Linked DNA regions of Sus scrofa: all the other regions are linked to region 1. A link is a contact called in public Hi-C data. All regions are on one chromosome and are shown on one strand. Each heading gives the region's core, a stretch centred on a gene start, on an enhancer-like site or on the middle of the called end of the contact. The rest is flanking DNA. Distances are from core to core; before and after follow the strand shown.

Region 1 (2,714 bases), core at 100-2,599:
TGGGGAGCAGTGGGGGAGCATCCCTGGCAGCACGGTTTAAGGTGGTGAGAGATTAGAGTCACAAGGTATGCACAGAGCCCTTGCACCCAGGCTGCTGAGCTACCCTAGAGCAAGGAGGGCAGGTCCTGGAGTGAGAGATCCCAGCTACTGCATTTAATAAGCAATGGGGGCCCTGGCTGAGCAGGGGAGTGGGGAGAAAACTGCCTGGGAAAATGAGGAGTCGGGGACACGCAGGTTGGCCAGAGACCAGAGCCTGCAGGATCTGGGATTCTGATACTTGCTTCTTGTCAGAGTACAGCAGTGCATAGACTTCCCGGTGCATGCCCTCTGGCCTCTTGAAGGTCAGTGTCTCCGAGGATTTCTTGGACTTTTTCTGGGGAGGGAAACCACAGGAGAGGAACCACAGCCTAGTCTCCCTTCCCTGAAAATTCTTTAGCCCAGCTCAAACCCTGAACAAACCAGCACCTACAGGTACAATGACACACATACACACAAGGAAACAAAATGACACACAAGGAAAGCACAGAAATCCACTCAAGGGGCGCCTGGGTCTGAGCAGGTCATTCCCTCCTCAACCCACCTCACCTGGCTAGTCGCGACCAGCGAGAGCAAAAGATACTTTTCCAGCATCTCTCAGCATGTCACGCCGACTTAATGCCCCCCCCCGCACCCCCAATATAACGAGTGCCACACTCTCTAAGTCCTCTCATCTCTTGCAAGTGTCACACCCTCTTGGTCCCCACCATTTCCCACGGGGGCCCCACCTCCTCCATCCCATGTCAGTGAGACACACATTCTCTATCCCGTTATGTCACGTCTTTTACCGCCCATCTCGCTAGAAGTGTGGCACCTCACCATCTCCCCCAGCTCTCTTCGGCTGTCACTCCTCCCCACCACTTCACTCCCGCTGCTCAGCGTTCTCAGGCGCCCCTGCTACCTTGTCCGGATTGATAATGTCCTTCTTGCTGATGGTCCCGGAGGCTGCATCCCCCTCTGGACCCCCGAGTTCTAGAATGTCCCTCACATCTGCGCCCGTAGCCATCGCGCCTGAGAGATGGGGGCGCGGTTCCGAAGCCAAGGGTCAGCGCCAGAGGAGGGACCCGGCTCAGATCGGGGGGCGGAGCCACTTCAGGGCCTCGTGGGGGCGGGGCGAAGAGGGGGCCCGCGAGGGCAAGAGCGGCCTAGATCGGGTGGGCGCCCGGCCAGTGTCCCGCCGCCTGGGTCCCGCTGCGGTTCCAGCTGCCACCTAAGCCCTAGCGCCTCTGCAACTAGAGTGCCCAGCGGCGGCCCGGCAGCTCCCCTACTCCCGCAAAGCCGCGGAAAGAAACTTCCGGTAGCGCGCTTTAGAAATGCGACCGACAGGAACACTTCCGGCCGGTGCTTAGCGGAAACAGAGCCGACTGGCAACCCAGCGTGAAAACTACTGACTGCGCAGACTGCGGCCGCCCCAGGCTTCCAGGAGCCCGCCGGTCTCCTGCGCTGCCTGCTGTCTGGCATTTTCTGCCTGCGTTGCTCCGACGTTTTTCGGGCAATGACAAGACAGTTCACAGCTTTGTGACCTCGGAAGTCGCTTAATTTCTCTGAACTTATTTCTTCACTTTAAAATGGAAATTGTCATGGGACCTGCATAAATAAAGTGCTGGTAATCCATGCAAAACATTAGCACATGCTTTTTTTCATTAAATGAATTCGTGTTGTTAATTTCCCCTGTTCTTTAAGTGCTAAGTGTGTTCCAGACACTGCTAGGAGAGGGAGAGAACTAGACAAGGGAGAGTTTCCCAGGGCGGCTGCCAAGATGGAGCGACGGCTGACCTTCGCGGGCGCTTCTTCTGATGGAGGTGCCTGTGGGTCAGGGCCTCGTGGGGCTCGTGGGGCCCACTGTTACAGCAGCTCAAACTAAGACAACTTAAAAAAAAAAATCTTTTAAATACAGGTTGTATTTTTCAGTTGGTGAGTCAGTCTTCCCCAAATCTAAAGTGTCTCACAGACCTCTTTGCAAGGCAAGTCTTTTGCTTTTCTGAACTAAATAAATAAAAATTAAGGTAGGAAACAAGATAACACACCGTGTACCACTTACCTCAAAGAAAGAGTCAGACAGTTTCGCGGCCTTCTTTGGGTTTGGAGGCTACATGTCCTACAATTGGGCATGCTGTTCTGACTCATTTATCAGAAATCCAGTCGAGGACTCACAGCACAGGTGCCCAGAATTCTGAAGTCAGGCTCTGATCCCACCTGTAAACAACTGGCCGCTACTTGAAAAGCAGTCTCTGGCTTACAACGACCCTGGTGGAGCCTGAGCACCTGTCCGTGAGACGCCATGAGACCTCCCAACATGTACTAAGACTTTTCTGATCCACCAGGCCATAAATCTGGGGATGCAAGTCAGCATTCCAGGATACAGCGTAAGGAGTATATAGACCTTTCCTATTTTCTATTACAAATATTTAGAGCTATAAACTTCACCCTAATCACTGCTTTAACTGCATTCCGCTAACCACTGGACATTTTCATTATCATTCTAATTTCCCTTGTTTTTGCTTCTCTGATCTATGGATTAGTTAGAACTACATTGCTTAATTTCCAAATGTTTGGGGATTTTCTAGTTATCTCATGGTCATTGATATCTAACTTAATTTCTCTGTGGTCAGAGGGCATGTTCTATGAGACCTCAGTCCTTTCAAATTTACTGAGAGTTGTTTTACGGCCCAGCATAT
Region 2 (2,714 bases), core at 112-2,611, 430 kb before region 1:
CTTCCACACCCACTTCTACGACAGGCTGCTCAACGCAGCCTCTCGCTGGCCCGAGCTCTACCTCTACTCAAGGGCCGATGAGGTGGTCCTGGCCAGGGATGTGGAGCGCATGGTGGAGGCACGCCTGGCACACCGGGTCCTGGTGCGCTCCGTGGACTTCGTGTCGTCCGCACACGTCAGCCACCTCCGCGACTACCCCACCTACTACACCAGCCTGTGCGTCAACTTCATGCGCAGCTGTGTCCACGGCTGAGGTCGCTGCCCCACCCGCCTCACCCCCGCTCCGGAAATGAAGGCCCGACGTCCCCCCCCCACGGCCCGCCTCCGAGGGCGGGGCCGCTTCCGGTTCAACTCCCGGCGGCCCTCTGGGACCCCTCTGTGGTCCAGTAGACAGCTCCGCTGGGCCTCTGTGCCTGCTTATCCCAGGATCCCAGGGGCAGGAGCGCCTGGGCAGGTCTCTGCGGGAGCCACGCAATGCTTGTGTTTGGGTAAGTGCAACAGCCAGGATGCTGATTGCTGTGGCATTCGGGCTGTAAAGAGGTACCAAAGCCAGGGGCTGGGGCTGGGGCTCAGCCCCAGCATCGATTCCTTGAATGGAAGGTGAGCTGTGCAGGGAGGTGCCAGAGGGTAGGGTCAGGCTGGGCCGGGGGCCGTGATCTCTGCTGAGGCCCGGGAAGGGCAAAGCCCCACAGTGTGGAGCGCCGGCCCCATGGATCCCACTTGGCAGTTCACACAAAGAGGCTTCTCGTTGCCAGGGAGTCCAAGGGGGAAGCCACACGGGAAGCTGAGGCAGGTGGACTGTCCGGCTCTGCCATGCTTTGCCAGGAAGCCGCCGGATCCAGGAACGTTGCGAGATGTGTGTGTAGTGGGCCGACGGATTGGGAGCAGGAGGATAGCAGCGCCACAGGGGAACTAGGACCAGCCGGGTCAGGAGCCCTAAAGACCAGAACCAGAACCATTGGCCTGAAACAAACCTTTGTGTCCTTGAGGGAGGCCCATTTGGATCCTCTGTAGGCAGGAGGCGGCTTCAGCCTGAAGAGTTGTGTATCACCTGTCATTCTATCACTGCTGCACAGTGCTAGCCATAGTAGGCATTCAATAAATATTTGTTGATTGAGTGGGCTTACTGTGGTGATCCAGGGGCTTGGGGTGGGGCAGGGACGGGCTTTGAAAGTTTGGCAGGCAGTGAAGGAGATGGTGGGAAAAGCTCTGGTTGGCAACTGACCCCTGGTAGTCTCAGGGCTGATGGACCTTCTGTGTCTAGAACCAAGCTCTCCCTGCAGTGCCTCCGCCCTCTGGGACGCTCCCACTCCTGCGGCAGCCCGTTCCTGTGCTGTATGGCTGCACTCCTAGCCATGGCCAACAGGTGGCAGTGCTGCTTGTGCCATGGGACAGAGCTCAAGGATCCCACAGCAGGGCGGGTCTCAGGCCCTCACTCTGGGTGAACAGTTTTCTATGAGAGAGCATGTGGCCCCAGGGTGGAGTAACCAGCCATCAGGGACCTACTGAGTCCAAGGCAGGGAAAGGGGAGAGTAGAGATTCGAAAGGAGCCGGCCTGATGCGACGTGGGCCCTGTGTACTTCTCTTCCCAAACCTCAGCCACTACCGGGGCTGCTTTGCCTCAACAGGCCACATACCTTCCCGAGAATCTTGGGCCCCAGGATCCTTGTGTTCAGAACATTCGGTGCCATCAAGCCAGTCTGGGGTGTTCCTTCATGGAACTTCAACCAAGGTGGTTTGCCATCTGAGTGCAGAGGACAGGCGGTATCGACTGGACCTGACTCTGATATTCACTGTGGGCATCCCAGGGGAGATGGGGTGTGGGTCTGGTGTGAGGGGCTGTGTGAAGGAAAAGAGCCTGGAGTCTCAAAGATAATCTGCTGTCTCATAACTTAGCGGCATCTTGTTTTCTCGAAATGGCTTTCTGTGGTGGGCAAGGACTCAGCTGCAGTGCTGAGCACCTGTCCAGGCACGGGGATGCTGGTTACTCACCTGCATTGGGCAGCCGTGGGGATGGGGATAGAACCACATGAAAAGGCTCCATCTCCACTGCACAGCCTCCATTCCCTTTTCTTCCTGTCTTTTCAGGGCCGCACCCGCGGCATATGGAGGCTCCCAGGCTAGGGGTCTAATTGGAGCTGTAGCCGCCGGCCCACACCACAGCCACAGCAACGCGGGATCCGAGCTGCGTCTGCGAACTACACCACAGCTCACGGCAACACCGCATCCTTAACCCACTGAGCAAGGCCAGGGATCGAACCTGCAACCTCATGGTTCCTGGTCGGATTCGTTAACCGCTGAGCCATGATGGGACCTCCCCTGACTTCTGGGTAGAGGGGGTTCCTGCCGTTTGATCTAGACAGTGGCGATACCAGGCTGCTGGTGGCAAGGATGGCAAATAGAAGCAGCTCTGGGGAACTGAGATGACAATTCGGTTTTCAGTCCCTAGTTCGTGTCAGGGGACTAGCGAAGGACAGAGGCTTCTAGGGCTTATGCTTCCACCCAAGCCCATGGCTGCTCCAGCCCTAGACTGGGGGTTAGAGCTTGCATCCCCTCTGTACCCCCAAGCTCTGACCTCTTCTGTGATTAATGAGCTGACGATTCTGCATCGATAAGGAATTAACCTGGAGCCCCTACCCATCAATAGTCAGGAGTCCAGGTCCCAGCCCCCACCCCGACAGTGCTCCAGGCCCCTGAGCAGACCCCACACCGCT
Region 3 (2,714 bases), core at 157-2,656, 360 kb before region 1:
TCTTAGAATCATCTTGTTCCTCGCTGTTCCCAGAGTAGGTGTGGTTTTTAATATACATTCCATTAAGCTTTGGGGAGAGACAGAGACGAGTGCAACACAGCAATAAACTGTGTCACACGTGGACTCGGCAATCCCACCACCTTCGACTCTTGGGAAACCGCGAGGTTGAGGCTGACACCACCACAGCTTTAGGAGGTAGAGTTTCGCGGATCAGCACACTGGGGCTCAGAGATGCTGGCTGACTTGTCCAAGGTCACACAGCAGGGGCGTGGAGGGGCTGGGGTTCAGATGAATGCTCCCCCCACTGTACCACTCTCTGGCTTCCCGGGGGGAGTGAAGTTCAGGGAGCAGTAGGGAGAGGGAAGTCAGGTCGGGGGGTCAGGTAAGGCTTTGGAGTTCAACCTGCAGCACACAGTCAGGCAGGGGGAGTCGGAGAGGACAGAGAGTAGGAGGAGGCATGCCTGGAGCCAGGGGACTTTTCGGGAGCAGATGTGACCTTGTCCTTCCTCCCCAATGCATCCTGGGAGGGGAGGCAGCCTCAGGCCCAAGAAGGGCAGTGTGAGGGCTGGCCCTGAAGTGCGTGGTGGGAAGGGAGGCCGGAGATCACGGGGTCTGAGGGTGGGAGAGCCCTGGGAGACGGATGGCAGAGGTGATTCCACCCAGCCCTTGAACTCGTCACACCCCGGTCCCCCGGCAGGGCTGGGGGTGGGCCACCTGCCACCCTCCTCACACCTGGGCTGGGGCCAGGCCCATAGGCAGCCCTGGTCTCCAGCCACCTCTGCCCCCTGGCCCAGCAGCAGGCCCCGCTGGCTCACCTTCTCAATCAATACTGCGCTCTTAATGGGCCCAGCCACCAGCACCAACCAGGGGCATTAAATGTTAATTATATCTATTTGGATTTGAAAAATTTTATTACTCGAGTTAATTATGGCTGGAGTCATAAAAAGGTTTCAGAGTGAAAGGGCTGCCTTATTGGGGCCACTTTCTCCAAGACAGATTGGAAAGGCAAAGAAGAAATAAAAGCATCTGGCTCAAAGGGCTGGGCGCTCCACATCCACCAGGCTGGGAGCGGGCTCAGAACCTGCCTTGTCTCCAGCTCGAAGTGCGGCTCACCGGCTCACCGTGCTGGTGCCCAGAACACTGGAGAGGCTGGTCCACGGCTCCCAGCACCGGTGTGAGTGCTGCTGACCGGAGAGAAGGGCCGTCTGCCCGTGGAGGCTCCAGGGAAGCCCCAACCCAGCTGAGAAGAGCCGGGCTCCCTGAGATCCGGGACTCTCGGACGTGCCCAGGGCTCCTCTCCAAGCGGTCCTCGCACCGGGAACTCCTCCAGCCCAGCTCCTCACCCTGGCCGGGCCCCACCCAGCCCAGTCGGATTGCTTCCTGCCAGCCTCGCTTATGATTCATGGGCCTGACCTTGGGCTATAAAGTGTTCACTCTAGCGGGCATAGAGGCAGGATTTACAGCCCTGGGGTCAGCTGTAGGCAATGACACACACAATAGCCGACTCACAAGGGTGCCCCGTTCCCAGCCCACACATAACTCTCTCTAGCACACGCAGGTACACACACACACACACACACACACACACACACACGTCTTGTCAGAGCCACAAACACACATGCATGTCCAGGAGTTATCTGACTCACACATCCGGGAATGGGAGTTCCATTTGTGGCGCAAGGACTGTGTATAAGCTGCTTTACAAGCATTTGTCTAATGCGCATCACGGATCCTGTAAGGTCGAAGCCAGTGTCACTCATTTTATAGAAGAGGAAGCAAACCAAGGCTTAGGCGGGTTAAGTGCTTTGAGCCCTACAAGGGAACCAGCTCTGCAGAGAACCCCACGCCCCAGCTGTTGGCCAGGGAAACAGTAATTCCACTGGAGGGCTGGGGGGTAAGAGAGGCTGGTTCAGAGGCGGGGGTGTTCCAGAGGCAGACCTGCCCCCCCGCCCGCATCCTGCAAGGCAATAGAGAGAGGGGGAGATAAAAACCGGGAGAGGAACACTTTAAGCCAGATATGAGAATGGAATTTCAAACAGCATAAGCTTTTTTTTTTTTTTTTTTTTTGCTGTTTAGGGCTGCCTCTGCAGCACATGGAGGTTCCCAGGCGAGGGGTCCAATCGGAGCTGTAGCGCCGGCCCACACCACAGCTACAGCAAACAAGATCCAAGCCACATCTGTGACCTACACCACAGCTCCCGGCAACGCCGGATCCTTAACCCACTGAGCGAGCCCAGGGATTGAACCCGCATCCTCATGGATCCTAGTCTGGTTCATTAACCACTGAGCCACAAAGGGAACTCCAAACGGCATAAACTTTTAAAAACCAGAAGTAATTGGGAATTAGCCCACATTGTTCAGGAATGAACTATCAGTCCAAGAAAGAATACTTGACACAAGGTACATTGGGAGAGATTGGAGGAGGCGAAGATTCCAACGGGTACCTCTCAAGCTGAGCTACGCGGTGAGCTGTGTTGATTATCACTAATTGTCACGTTACCCTGTTGCTGCGAAGACCCTGTAAGAGGAAGACCCCCACTCCTCTCTGCAGCTCAAATGCCGCTGGCCCCTGCTTGGCTGCCCTCCATCCTACCAGGCCTCAGCATCTGTCTTTCCTCCCAAACTGTGCCTACTGCCCTCTGGAGCCAGCTGGCTAGGCCCTCGGCAGGGACCTCCCCCTCACGTCTGCTCCTCTGGCTCTTGCATGCGGCCCC

Evidence for each region. Hi-C and Micro-C count contacts between places; a contact is called where the count stands out from the background.
Region 2: a contact with region 1 is called in a Hi-C map of retroperitoneal adipose tissue, with 2.2 times the contacts expected there. The contact joins the enhancer-like site here to the promoter of DMAP1 in region 1. A contact is called at or near these places in 6 of 47 Hi-C or Micro-C datasets (epiblast stem cells, fetal skeletal muscle, heart right ventricle and 3 more).
Region 3: a contact with region 1 is called in a Hi-C map of embryonic fibroblasts, with 2.1 times the contacts expected there. The contact joins the enhancer-like site here to the promoter of DMAP1 in region 1. A contact is called at or near these places in 2 of 5 promoter capture datasets (fetal skeletal muscle and liver) and 9 of 47 Hi-C or Micro-C datasets (embryonic fibroblasts, fetal skeletal muscle, heart right ventricle and 5 more).

Annotation. Positions count from the first base shown.
Region 1 is chr6:167,090,305-167,093,018 of Sscrofa11.1, forward strand. DMAP1 (DNA methyltransferase 1 associated protein 1) reads right to left here and starts at 1,350. Exons shown (of 10, transcript NM_001243640.1): 1 at 938-1,350; 2 at 282-373; 3 at 1-23. The coding sequence starts at 1,042.
Region 2 is chr6:166,663,265-166,665,978 of Sscrofa11.1, forward strand. TMEM53 (transmembrane protein 53) reads left to right here. Exons shown (of 3, transcript XM_003482099.4): 3 at 1-1,118. The coding sequence ends at 253. Among named protein-coding and RNA genes, the nearest start is that of TMEM53, 20 kb to the left of the region's middle. Within about 2 kb of position 1,362, at least 11 of the 83 cell types and tissues checked have an H3K27ac peak or open chromatin away from gene starts, as enhancers often do. A contact at or near this core is called in retroperitoneal adipose tissue, where this site is marked.
Region 3 is chr6:166,727,260-166,729,973 of Sscrofa11.1, forward strand. The region is part of intron 2 of RNF220 (E3 ubiquitin-protein ligase RNF220); the gene reads right to left. Among named protein-coding and RNA genes, the nearest start is that of TMEM53, 84 kb to the left of the region's middle. Within about 2 kb of position 1,407, at least 15 of the 83 cell types and tissues checked have an H3K27ac peak or open chromatin away from gene starts, as enhancers often do. A contact at or near this core is called in embryonic fibroblasts, where this site is marked.